Regions from separate parts of the Sus scrofa genome. Here region 2 is linked to region 1. A link is a contact called in public promoter capture Hi-C data. All regions are on one chromosome and are shown on one strand. The core of a region is the stretch at or near the end of the contact, and the rest is flanking DNA. Distances in the headings are between cores, read along the strand shown. Region 1 holds the start of LOC106508382 (proline-rich protein 18-like). Region 2 overlaps MAB21L3 (protein mab-21-like 3).

Region 1 (6,408 bases), core at 1,912-4,411:
AGAAAACAGAATAGGATTTGCCTCCAGAGGTGGGATCAGGTGGGTCAGAACAGGGAAGGGGGAGTGTTTGTTGATCTATATCAGGCATTTCTAGAAAACAAATGGTTTTCTGCCTTATGGTGATACACAATAGATGGATAAAGAGTTGGAATAGGCAGAAAAAGCTCTTGCCCAGGTCTTCTTGCTTATGAGAGAGGAGAGAGGCACGTGGAGACCCTTTATATTTGTGAGGACAGCAATACTGAAAGCAACTGCAGGAGTCCCATTGTGGCTCAGCAAGTCAAGGACCCAGCATCTCTGTGAGGTTCACCCCTAGCCTCGCCCAATGGGTTAAGAATCCAGTATTGCCACAAACTGTGGCCCAGGTGGAAGACGCAGCTCGGATCTGGTGTTGCCATGGTTGTGGTGTAGACCACAGCTCTAGCTCTGATTCCACCCTGGGCTCGGGCACTTCCATATGTCTCAGGTGGGGCTGTAAAAAGAAGAAAAAAAAGAAAGCACCTGCAATTCTCCCACCAAAACTTCCTCGGTGCTAGGTTCAGAGAGCCAACTTTACAAGTAGGAAGTGTTTCCCATCTTGCAATTTTGAGACCAGGCTCTCCCATCACTAGCCGAGTGGCCTTATTAGTACAAATCCTCAAACCTCCAGTTTGCCGCACTCCGTAAAATACAGCTAAAGCCTTTTACCTTCTGGATTTGTGAGAATCCCAGGGACTTTTATATGCAAAAGTGCTTGTGGAGGAGAAGGCAAAAATACAGATTTTAGTTAATATTTCTGATACCTTCTCTTTTTTTAGGGCCTCACTTGCAGCATATGGAAGTTCCCAGGCTAGGGCTGAATCAGAGCTGTAGCTGTCAGCCTACACCACAGCAATGGCAACCCTGGATCCTAGCCACGATTGCAACCTACCCCATGGCTGATGGCAATGCCAGACCTTAACCCAATGAGCAAGGCCAGGGATCGAACCTTCACCCTCATGAATACTAGTTCGGTCGCTTAATGCTAAGCCACAATGGGGAGTCCCAATATTTCTTATCTTATGCCTTTTCCCCACTCTGGAACGCAGCTAGAGCTCGGAGGTCCTCCAGGAAGGACCTTCGGCAATCTTCAGCTGCCAAAGAAACAGCTGTAGAGACCACGGGACATGTCTTGATCTCTCAGGGTTATACTGCTGAACCAAAAAAAAAAAAAAAAAAAAAGCTAATTTTCTTATTAAGGGAGGAAAAGGTGATCCTTTCGCAGGAGAAATCTACACTGTTGAGACTTTCTGCATGTTGTCGTTCTTGCTGTGTGCTTTTTCCATTCAGACCAAGGGATAAGTAATTTCAAACAAACAGAGATCTTTAGCAAGGAAAAGCCTCCTACAGGTTAGCAGTAATGGGGGATGCCAATACAGCATTTTCTAGACCCTTGGAGACAGAGCCCTGATCACGCTCCATAAATTCCTTCTGTTGAATTAGCGGCATTGGGAACCCTGTTCTGGATGTGGGGGCTCTTTTCTCCAGCAGTCATGAATTTGAATTCCGTTTACAATGCCTTTGCTCTTCAGGGTCTGCACTGATTTAACCAAGCCTGAAGATGGAGGAGGCACCAGTTCTTGACAATGCATTCTTGGGCAAAGGGAAAGAGACTCATGGAAGAAACAGTTTCTTCTAAGGAGCAAGACTTACCCTCATGGTCTAACTGATAGCACAGTTGCTAGTTTTCCCTCCTTTGTTTTTCATTCTTCCTTCCCTCCTCCATTTCTTTCAAGCTTCACACCTTTATTTATTCATGTTAAATTAATACTTGATGTCGACAGGACTAGTTTTAACTTGCTTAGGAAGTGAATGTTTTCTGTGTTTCTTGTTGGAATTCCCAGAGATATGGAGTGATTTTCTCCTGCAAATCTTGTGCTTTCCCAGAGTATGCCTGACTTCCTGAAAACATTGTTAATAATACTTTGTTTTTTAACTGTTGGAGACCTCCAGCCACTGCAGCCTCTGCAGAAGCTGTAGTGGGAGGAAAGCGGCTCAGCAGAGCCTGGCTAGGGCTCTTGGGCGGGTGGTCCTGGGCCCGTCACCACACTGCAGGCGCAGGTCCCTCACAGCACCCACTCCTAGGCAGAAAGAGGTCCTGCTATGTCAGAGGGCAGGCAAGGAGAGGCGTGAGACAGGCCCACTAATAGTCCCTCTCCAAGGATCCCCTTTTGCTAAAGATATTGGGCTTCAAGTATTCCTTCTCTCAAAAGCGAACCCCCAATCTGGACAAACAACTTTCATTCACACAGTGGCATGAATGAATTCACTGCAGGCCCTTTGGATTGACATTTGGGGGTCTTGAAGGCGGCGGCGGCGGCGGCGGCGGCGGGGGGGGGGGTCTTGGGACCTCTGGCAAAGCCAGCTCAAGCCCTATGGGTTGTGGATAACGGAGACCCCAAGACCAGAGAAGGCATTCAGAGGGGCACCAAAGGACTGGCTGGGAAGGCCATCCGCAGGTGGACGCGGGGCCTGGACTCCGCAGGAAGGCGGAGTCCCTCCTGCGGGCGCTGGCTGCAGGCACACCCAACCCCCACCCCCCCATCCCCGCGCTTCCCTTAGTCCCAGAGGAGCTCCCGGATACCCACAGATGCTCCAGCGCGTGGTTTCTGTCCCAGGTCCACGGAGATTCGGGGGCCCAGTTCTGCGGACGTCCCCGCACCCACTGCGGACCTTGCGTGCCCTCCAAAGCAGGCGGGTCACGCAGGGAGGCAGGAGGAGGGACGCGAGAGCTGCAGGGCCGCCGAGTCCCCGCTGCCCAGCGAGTCGCCGCGCCCCGCAGTGGCGCAGCCGCCGCCTCTCGGGACTTGGGCACGCGCGCCCCAGGCCCCGGCGCCCTCCTGCCGGGAGCCCCGACCGGCCGCAGCCGGCGCGGCCCCGGGCCTGCGGGGGTGGGGTTTGAAGCGGGGGCGGAGTCAGGCCCGCGGCCGGTGTCAGGTTGCTCCGGTAACGGTGACGTGCCGCGGCGTGGGCGGGGCCAGCACGCAGGTTGCATATTTTAGGAAGTGAGGAGGAGGCGCGGGCTTGAGCTGCGGCGGGGTCTGGGGCGCAGAGCAGCGGCGGGAGGAGGCGGACACGTGGCAGCAGCAGCGGTAGCAGCCCCGGCGGCGGCGGCGGCGGCGGCGGCAGCAGCAGTGGCATCGGCCCGAGCCGCCGGCCGTCTTCCCTCCTTCCCGCCCCGCAGCAGCCCTAGCTCCCTCCTCTCCGCTCCCCCGGCCGCTCTTGCTTGGCCGGGAGCCGCTCTCTTTTCTCTCTGATTCTCAAGCAACAGGACCCGGCGCGGGACACAGACCACCGCCACTATGGGGAAGGGGGTGAGTGTCCAGCGAGCCTGGGGAGGGGTGCGGGGAGCCCTGGAGGGGAGGAGGAGGAAGAGGAGGAAGTCAGGAGGGCGACCGCAGCCAGCGGGAGGCGGAGGAGGAGGAAGCGGCGCGGCGCGGAATGGGTTGGCAGAGCAGAGAGGCTTAAAAGACGACGCACTTTGGAAATGGAGGGAGCGCTGTAATGAGGGGCGGGCGGGGGAAGGGAGAGCCGAGGGCCCGGAGCGGGGCAGCCCCAGGCGGTGCGCAGAGCCTGGAGAAGGACTGCGGGCCCCCGAGCCCGAACGCGTCGCGGGCCCTGGGCTCCTGGAGGCGGCGCTCGGGAGTCGCAGGCCCCGGAGGCAGAGGAAGGACAGCCGCTGGGCCTCCCCGGCTAGGAGCGGGCTGCCGGCGGCATCCCCAACCCGCTCCCTCCCTCCTCCCTTCCCTCCCTCCGCCCGCCCTCACCTCCCGTCTCTCGCCTTCCTTTTTCCCTCCGCCCTCCGTGCCCCGAGGAAAGGCGTGCTCCTCCCCTTCCCCTGGGGCGCTCTACCCGGCCCCTTCCCGGGCTGTAGTTCCCGCCGCGGCTCCGGCCTGGGCGATGGGGGTCTTCCGATGCGGGGGCGGCCTTAGGGTCCCAGGCTTTTTCTCCTGGAGGCGCCAGGGCTTAGCCAGTTGCCCGGAGAGGTGGCCGCCCTTCCCCAAAGGAAAAAACTGGCTTCCCCTTACTGCGGAGCCGGTCTGGCGGGCTGGTGCCAGAAAGGGTGTGTCTTCGCCCTAAGATGGCCTTTAAGGTATACTTTTGAGAGCTTTAATGGGCCCCTTTCCATTAAACACAGGATGCTCCCGGGAGGCAGCTGGAGCCACTGGTGTGGTCATCTTGAGGGTGGGGAGGGTATGTGTAAGTTTTTTAGAGCGATGAGGCAGGAAGGAGCACAAGCAGATCCACCCGGGCCTCCGGGTACAATAAACCCGAAAAAGAACGGGAGGCGGGGCAACGCGGTGGGAGCGCCCACCCGCGGAAGAGGGGTCGGAAGCAACGAGGGGTCCCCCGGGCCGGAGGAGCGGGCGCTCTGGGGATACCAGAACAACGGCTTGTTCCTGCATTTCTATAACTCGGGGCTGAGATAACCCGTAACCACAGCAGGAGACTAGGTCCTGGACTCCAGTGGGGCCAAGAGTGCTGTTGAGAAAAGTTTATACAAAATAACAGAAGAAAAAATGAGATAAAATGACCAGGTCATGAGAATACTAGTGGGAGAGCATCTGCTCCATTGTGTCCAGAGCCTGCACAGTCCCCGGCCCGTAGTAGGTCTTTGAAGGTTGGGCAGGCTCCTGGGTGTGGAGTGAGCGATGGGCAGAGAAGGAGGGTGCATTCTCTGGAAATGCCAAGTGGATTTTGAAGGAGGTCATTGAAAGGTTTGAACCTGGTAGTAAGGAAGAGTGGGAATGCACAACTTGTATCTTTTAAAAGCACCAAAGTGGAGGGCTGGCTCAGGTCAAGTAGCTGAAGGCAAGAGCTGAGTGCTAGCCTCTATACTGCCCACGGTGGAAACTGAGTTCGTGACTGTACTTGAACCACTCCATCAAATCCTAGGGCATTCCAGTAAACGAGCTCCTTAAAGCTCATTTCTGTATCTCTATCCCCTCAAAAAAAAAAAAAAACCCAGAAAAAAATCATGTTTTCTGAGCCACCTTACTGGTTTGGGGGAGCTGGAGAAATGGTAGATATGTCACCAAGGCCTAGGAAGGTGAAGTGCTTTGCTCAAGGTCAAATGGTTGGTTAGTGACACACCAGTCCCTGATTCCTCCCCGGCCTAAATACTCATTCCCTCCTTAACGTTGCCTTATACATGCAGAATTCTAAAGTTATTTTTCAGATGAAACTGGGGTGTTCGTGATGCTGAATTAATGGACCAGATGTTTGAGTAACTGGATTATATCCATAGACCTATATTTCCTTTTCATAACGGCGCACAGGCCCGGGAGTGGGAAAGAGAGCAACATGCCTGGGTTGTGGAGGTTTAAGCAGTTTCATCTTACGGATCCTCATCAAATGGCTAGTGGCTAGCAAACACAAAATTGAATTGTAATTGGTGAACGCAGGCTGATGTGCTGCTTAGCTGCTGGGTGGTTCGTATTTGGGGAACTCTCACAGATTGAGCATTAGGGGGTGGCTGTGTGTGTGTGTGTCTTTGTGTGTGGTGGTGGTGGTGGTGGTGGTGGTGATTCTCCTGGGATAAAGTTAACCTTTTTGTCCCCAATGACTTACCGTGATAGTCCAAATGTTCAGGATATTTTATGCTGAAATGTTGGGATTTTTCCACATGGGGATTAAAATGTGGGTGGAGTGGTGACTAAAGCCCTGCTGATAATTGGTTAACCAGGAAGCCTGTGCTGGCAGCTAATTTTTAAGGTCATTGTTAATTTCTTCCCCTCCTCTTCCCACTGCTGTTGGGGGCCTAGGTTTTGAGGAGATTGCAGGTGATTTTATATCTCCTTCCAAAGCCACTGCCCAAGCTTTTGGTAAGAAAACGAAAGAACAGCTCCTGCTGAATCATTCCTGGGTGAAGGAGGATTGGGTCCTTTTTTTCGTGCGGGGTGTCTTGCCAGTGCCTTGGCTTAAATCCGCAGCCAGGCCTACCACCCACAACCCGTTAGCTCACCAAAGGTACCCAAGAAACTTGCCTTTTTGCTCAAGTGTACAAAGGGGTGGGGGTTTCACTGCGATTCTCCATTGTGTGAATATTAACTTAGTTACCTAGAAATCACAGCTTATGGGGAGAGATTTGAAGAGGAGCCTGGGGGGAAAAAGGTTCGGGTGAAGGTTGCACAAGGGATACCCATGTCAGCAGAAATCCTGGTTGTATGGTAACATTATCAGCTGCCCTTTTGGAGCTCAACTTGAAAGTGTGGCTAAATCTCCTCTGGCTGCTATAAAGCCAGTACTTTAGACTGAAAACATTGTAAGGCAGAGTCCTCACAGTGGAAGGTTGCCCAGGCCAGGGCCCCCAGCTAGTGGAGCGGCTATGGGAGGAGCTGGTGACTAGCCCTGGGGATAGAGAAAGAAGGTCGAGGTTGCATCACACCC
Region 2 (6,408 bases), core at 1,553-4,052, 210 kb before region 1:
GATTTAAGGAGAGTGGTGATCATTGGAAATGCCAGTGGAGAGAATAAAGTACCAAAGAGGCATAGGAGACCAGCAGGATGGGGCTGAGGTTCCCACCTGAGGGATCATGAATCTGCAGCAGAACCAGCTCACCCCGGGGGCTCCTGTCTCCTCTTTCCAAGGCTGCGGGAGCTCAGGAATGTTCCTGAAGGTGCTCTCCTCCTTAGAGCTGGAACCATGTCTGACACCACCCCTTCCTTCCACAGATGGTGCTCTTCTGGACTTGCGAGAAGTACCCCCACCCAAAGGACTGGCGCATCTTCAGCAAAGCCTTCCTGCGCCTGGTGAGGAAGCTGCACAAGTGCGTGAGCCAGCACTTTCTGAAGCATTACTTTGTGCGCAAGAGCAACCTCCTGCGGTACGCCAATTCAGGCGAGCTGGATGCCATGGCCCAGAAGCTGGCCTTCTTCCTGAAGAATCCTGAGATCACCCTGTCCTGAGGCTTCCCTGCCTGGAACATTCATTGACATTGCATTCACGCTTGACCTTACTCTCCATGGATCACTCCTCAGTCAGAGGCCAGGATCCCGCCCAGGAAAGAAGCAATGCATGGCAGAGGAAACTACATCAACCCAGCAGCACTTCAGGGGGGAAACTGTGCCCCAAGACGACTGGTCCAGGCCTCCCTGGAGCCAAGCAAGCATTTCTGCCCCCACTAGCTACCTCTCTTGGGGATGGCTGTCAGCGAGCTTCCCCAAGCCATTGGTTCTGAACTGATGTCAGTTCTGTGTTTATTTTCCCTTGTCTGGAGGGGAGGATGTGGACAAGAATCCCCAGAAGGCCAGGCATTAGCCTGCTACCCAGAGTGGTTCTCCAGCCCACTGACCATGGGCTCATTAGTTTTCCATTTGTAAAATGGGACTAATAATATGCCTTCCTCAGAGCAGGGCTGTGAGCCTGCAGGGCTGTGCTGCTGTCCTTTCCAGGGGAAGGTGCTAGATCAACACGAAGTGCCTGCATCTGAGATTGTACCTTTAGACTGATGGAATGATTATGTCTGAGGGAGTCGGCATGCCCGTGTTGCCTGGGTGCCCTCCAGTTCTCCTAAGCGATGCCCTCCAGTTCAGGCTGTGGATCTGCCTGCTGCCCTGGTGTTCTCTAGGAGTGGTTTTGATGAGGAGCGTCAGTCAAAGATGAAAGTGCAGTGACCCCTATGACTGCCCTTCCTTGCTTCCCAGGCCATTGGCCAAGGATGGGACTTCCTTCTCTTTATGCAATGAACTTGATTTGATCTGCATGGAATGACTCTAATGTCACTCACTTCTCAGTCCCTTTCTTTGCTCAGTTTGTTCATTGATCAATATACTCCCTTTAGGGGTTGGGGATGCAGCAAAGAACAGGATGGACATGGACTTGGCTGATGCAGACATGAATGAACAACAGATAAATACACAGACTATTACAAACTGTAGCAAGTGCCCTGAAGGAGATAAACAGAATATTGAAGTAGAGCCACAGAGAGATTCTTGAAGGATGAAAATGCAAACAGCTGAAAGAAAGGAAAGGGGCCAAGGGCAGACTCAGAGAGGCCAGGGTGAGTCAGATCCCTTGGCCATGTAAAGGTGATGAGGAGCTTAGTTTTACTCTATGGTCAGAGGTGTGACATTTGACCTCTCCAGAAACAGAAGGGCATTATGATTTGATTTGCGTTTTAAATGCCAATTCTGGCAACTGTGGAAGGGGGGTCTGGAGACCCCCACAAGGCTGGAGACACTGCAGGTCCTTGAGCCTACCTGTTTTGAATTTCCCTGAGGTCTACAAGGCCACACATCCCATGAAGCACAGTGACCAGGAATTCTAGGAATTTTCTGAAGAACAGCAGTTTCTTCTGGCACTTATTTATGCCTCTCAACCCAAGGGAAACCTTTATTACTTAAACACTTTCCTGAGATATATCATTTTTAAAAGCATGAACTGATGATTATTTTTAAAGAAAATTCACAACTGAAAATGGAAACAATTATTTTTACAAAAATACTGTAACCAAGTGACTATTACTGAGGAACTCATGGTTTTAAAAGGTTGAACAAACATGCAATTAGTTTATAATTTTTGAAAATATGAAATGAGCAAACAAATATTTTGTTAGATCATCAAAACCTGCATTCAAATATTCTTGGGTCTTGGGAAACATTTTTGAGAAGGTGGCAGATATATTTTTTAAATGATGAAAACAGCTAGTCACAGAATGCCAAAAAGTGAAAATTTAAAGTTTATTTTATTTTTTATTTATTTTTTGTCTTTTTTTGTTTGCCTTATCTAGGGCTGCTTCCACAGCATATGGAGGTTCCCAAGCTAGGGGTCTAATCGGAGCTGTAGCCGCCCGGCCTATGCCAGAGCCACGGCAACTCAGGATCCGAGCCGCATCTGCAACCTACACCACAGCTCACGGCCATGCCAGATCCTTAACCCACTGAGCAAGGCCAGGGATTGAACCTGCAACCTCATGGTTCCTACTCGGATTCGTTAACCACTGAGCCACGATGGGAACTCCTAAAGTTGATTTAAAGTGTGTGTGTGTGTGTGTGTGTGTGTGTGTGTGTGTGTGTGTGTGTGTGTGTGTGTGTGTGTGTGTGTGTGTGTGTGTATGGAAAGGAGTGGGACTGACATAATGCCAGTAGATTCCAATCTGATTTCAGCAGAGTCTTCCCACCTTTCCCTCTGGGTTTGTATTTCTTGGAGGACGCTGGGCTGTCTGCAGATTGCTGGGTGTTCCTACTGCTGGCCAGCAGAGGGCAGTAGATGACTGCCTATGAAAAGAGCCAGGTTCTCACCCATACTCCACAGAGCCCAGCAGATGTCGCTCGCCTTAGCCTAGAATTTACACTGGGCTTCTCCAAAAAGAAAACCAGGGACAGAGGACTTCAGCTAATGCTAAACTGTTGGCGCTTCCTGCCATTTTGGCCAAAGATTATGATCTTTATGACTAAAGCTCAGATTTAAAAAGGGAGTCTAGAACAGATAATTCATCTATTTTGTTTCCTGGGACAGATTGCACAATGAAAGTCTGATAATATTACCCCTTTATTCAGGTTGGCTTTTTTTTTCCTTTTTAAAAAAATTTTCCAAAAGCCTTTTCCATTCATCTCCGCTTTTCGAGGCTGGGGACTGTTTTTTAGTCGAATGGTTGGCATTCAGACACTGCAATTGCTGTGCTTGCATTCGCGCCCCAGCGCTGACACCACCTGCACGCCTTGGGGGAAGTTGTTCAACCTAAGTCTCCATCTCTATATGGGCATTGTTACGGGCTGAATTGTGTCCCCCCACATTCTAATGTTGAAGCCCTAACCCGCAGTACCTCAGGATGTGACTGTATTTAGATCTAGGGCCTTTAAAGAGGTGATTAAGTTAAAATGAGGCCTTAGGATTAGGATCATTAGGATCATGCAGTAGGACTGACGTTCTTAGAAGAAGAGCGACAGACAGCGTGGGCAGGCGAGCAAAGAAAAAAGGCCATCTGCAAACCAGGGAAAGACCAGCACTGCTGTCTCTTTGACCTTGGGCTCGCAGCCTCCGAATCATGCGTTTTGTTGTGTCTCATAACGAAGACCCTGGACACTGTACATACGAGAATATATACCTCAGCACTTTGATGGGGGAATAAACAGAACAATGGATGTAAAAGCTCTTCCTTTACACCTGAAATGCAGTAGCTGTTGAATAAACGTTTAGCATTTTAGACGCCGACTCCTCGTGTGAGATTGTCCACTTCTGCCATTGCTGGTAACTAGCGCCGCCCCATAGAGAAATTCTTCGTAAAGAAGTTGGAAAGCATGGCAAGAAAAACACTCCCCGATTCCACCACAGATGCCATTCTATTCATATTTTTATTTCCCTCTCCCTTCCTTGGGTTTATCCTGATGTTCTTTGTGTAATTTCTGAAATTAATCTTAGCAATCCTCAGGGTTTTGTTTTTTGTTTTGTTTTTTTTCTCATTTTTAACCATACAAGTTTCTGGTTCATACCACTTTTTGAGCAACTGTACAAGTTTTGGTATACAGTGTTTTCATCTCTTTCCGTTCTGTTTATTTTCCAATTTCTACCATGATTTCCTCTTTGACTCATGAGCGCTTAGAAGTCTTTTGAAAGTATTCTTTTCAAATATATTGGGTTTCTTAGTTGTGCTTTTTATTACTGATTTCTAGCTAAATTGCATTATAGTCAGAGAAAGTCTGAAAGGCCTCAATCCTCCGATACCCCTTGAGGTCAGCTTTTCAGCCCAGCATTTCTTCATTGTCTTATGTGCACACAAAGAAGAGATGCAAATTTAGATGCCACGTTCAAGAAATATCCATTAGGTCAGCACTGCTCAAATTTCCCCTATATATATCACAGATTGCTTTTTTTTTTTTTGCTTTTTAGGGCTGCACTAGCGGCATATGGAAGTTCCCAGGCTGGGGGTCTAATCAGAGCTACAGCTGCCATCCTACACCACAGCCACAGCAACGCCAGATCTGAGCCGTATCTGTGATCTACACCACAGCTCGTGGCAATGCTGGATCCTTAACCCACTGAGTGAGGCCAGGGATCGAACCCGCAACCTCATGGTTCCTAGTCGGATTTGTTTCCCACTGCGCCACGACAGGGATTCCGCACAGATTGCCTTTCGGCTGCATTTTCTAACATTTCCTGAGAGAGCTCGTAATTCTGTCGAACTTTTACTTAATATTCTTTGAGATGATATGAAATTTAGAATTTCTCTGTCTTCTCAGTTAATCAAAGATGCTGTCATTATAAGGTGACCTTTTAAAAACCATTGTAAACATTTTGCCTAAACATTAATTTTGTCTGGTATTAATATGGGGACACCATTTTATTTTGGTTCCCTGTTGCCTAGGATATCTTTTTCCATCTTTGAACTTTTCATCTCTTTGTGTTTCTACGTGGTTGACGATGGTCTTATAAATGGTTGATTGTCTTAAAAAATCCCATCTGACAGTTGAGGGCTTTCATGTTTAGTCCGTTTGTATCTATTCTGATGAATAATGCATTTGGATTTATTCATCTCTTGTGATTTACTTTCTATTTGACCTATTTATTCTTGCTTCCCACCCTACTTTTCTTGCCTTTTAAAAAATTAATGTCTCTTTTCTTCTTCTTTTTTTTTTTCATTTTCATTCCTTTTCCCCCTTATTAGTTTGGAAGGCTCCTATCTCTGTCCTTTTAGTGGTTACCAAGGTTATTTATATGTACAGACTAAACTCTATAGTTGAAAGTTAGCCAACACTAGAAGGAACCTAGAAGGCCTGGCTCCTGCCAGCCCCCCTCCCACAGTACCTGCTGCTGGTACCAGGGGTTTGGTTCTGGCCTGTTTGCCATCCTCCCCACACATACACACACATATGAATTGGGCATTTTTATTACCATTTTATAAATAATATTTTATACCTATATTATTGTATATTTATTATAATTTTATAATACAATATTTTATGACTATTACAGCATTATTTTCTAAATAATATTATTTTCTTATCTTCCTCACATATTTGCCACTATCTGTACTCACCACTTCCTCCTGAATCTCAAACTTCCTATCAGGGATCATTTTCCTTCTGCCTGGACTATAGGACTAGCAGGTCCAATAGTAAGAGTACACAAGGGTAAGCTCTCTCTGTTTTATTTGTCTGAACTTGTCCTTATTCACCTTCATTCTTGAAAGACAGTTTCTATGACTGTTCAGTTTTGTGTTCATACAATTTTTCTCAGCACAATGAAGATTTTTTTCTCTATTTGGTAGTTTTTTGTGTGGCATCTGGCTTTTCTCTCCAACTGCTTTTAATTTCTTCCCCTCCCCCTCCCCGTCCTTTCTCCTACCTTATCCTCTTCCTGCTCCTTTCCCTTTTGCTTCTTTTTTTTTTTTTTTTTTTTTTTTTTTTTTTTTTTTTTTGTCTTTTTGCTATTTCTTGGGCCGCTCCCGCGGCATATGGAGGTTCCCAGGCTAGGGGTCGAATCGGAGCCATAGCCACTATAGCCACCAGCCTACGCCAGAGCCACAGCAACGCGGGATCCAAGCCGCATCTGCAACCTACACCACAGCTCACGGCAACGCCGGATCCTTAACCCACTGAGCAAGGGCAGGGACCGAACCCGCAACCTCATGGTTCCTAGTCGGATTCGTTAACCACTGCGCCACGGCCACGACGGGAACTCCTCCCTTTTGCTTCTTTCTCTCTCTCCCCTCTTCCACCTCCCATCTCTCTTCTTCTTTAAATCTGTTAGGCTTCATGAGTCTGAAGCGTTATTTCCAGTATTTCTGAAAAACTGTCAGCATTTATCACTGTATACTGCTTCTTTCCCATTCTCTCTCTATTCCATTCTAGAAGGAAATCCAGTTTAGATATATCATAGACTCTACTGTTCTACCCT

What was found. Promoter capture Hi-C pulls out the DNA fragments that hold promoters and counts their contacts.
Region 2: a contact with region 1 is called in a promoter capture Hi-C map of fetal liver, with 6 times the contacts expected there. A contact is called at or near these places in 4 of 5 promoter capture datasets (fetal liver, fetal skeletal muscle and liver), 16 of 47 Hi-C or Micro-C datasets (alveolar macrophages, brain, embryonic fibroblasts and 10 more) and 2 of 2 datasets of targeted methods (alveolar macrophages and skeletal muscle).

What each region holds. Positions count from the first base shown.
Region 1 is chr4:104,381,201-104,387,608 of Sscrofa11.1, reverse strand. It overlaps LOC106508382 (proline-rich protein 18-like), which reads right to left and starts at 3,161. Exons shown (of 4, transcript XM_021089985.1): 1 at 2,607-3,161. The coding sequence starts at 3,159. It overlaps ATP1A1 (ATPase Na+/K+ transporting subunit alpha 1), which reads left to right and starts at 3,288. Exons shown (of 23, transcript NM_214249.1): 1 at 3,288-3,332. The coding sequence starts at 3,321.
Region 2 is chr4:104,594,890-104,601,297 of Sscrofa11.1, reverse strand. All of the region lies in intron 6 of MAB21L3 (protein mab-21-like 3), which reads left to right. All of the region lies in intron 1 of LOC102165891 (a long non-coding RNA gene), which reads right to left. Among named protein-coding and RNA genes, the nearest start is that of MAB21L3, 29 kb to the left of the region's middle.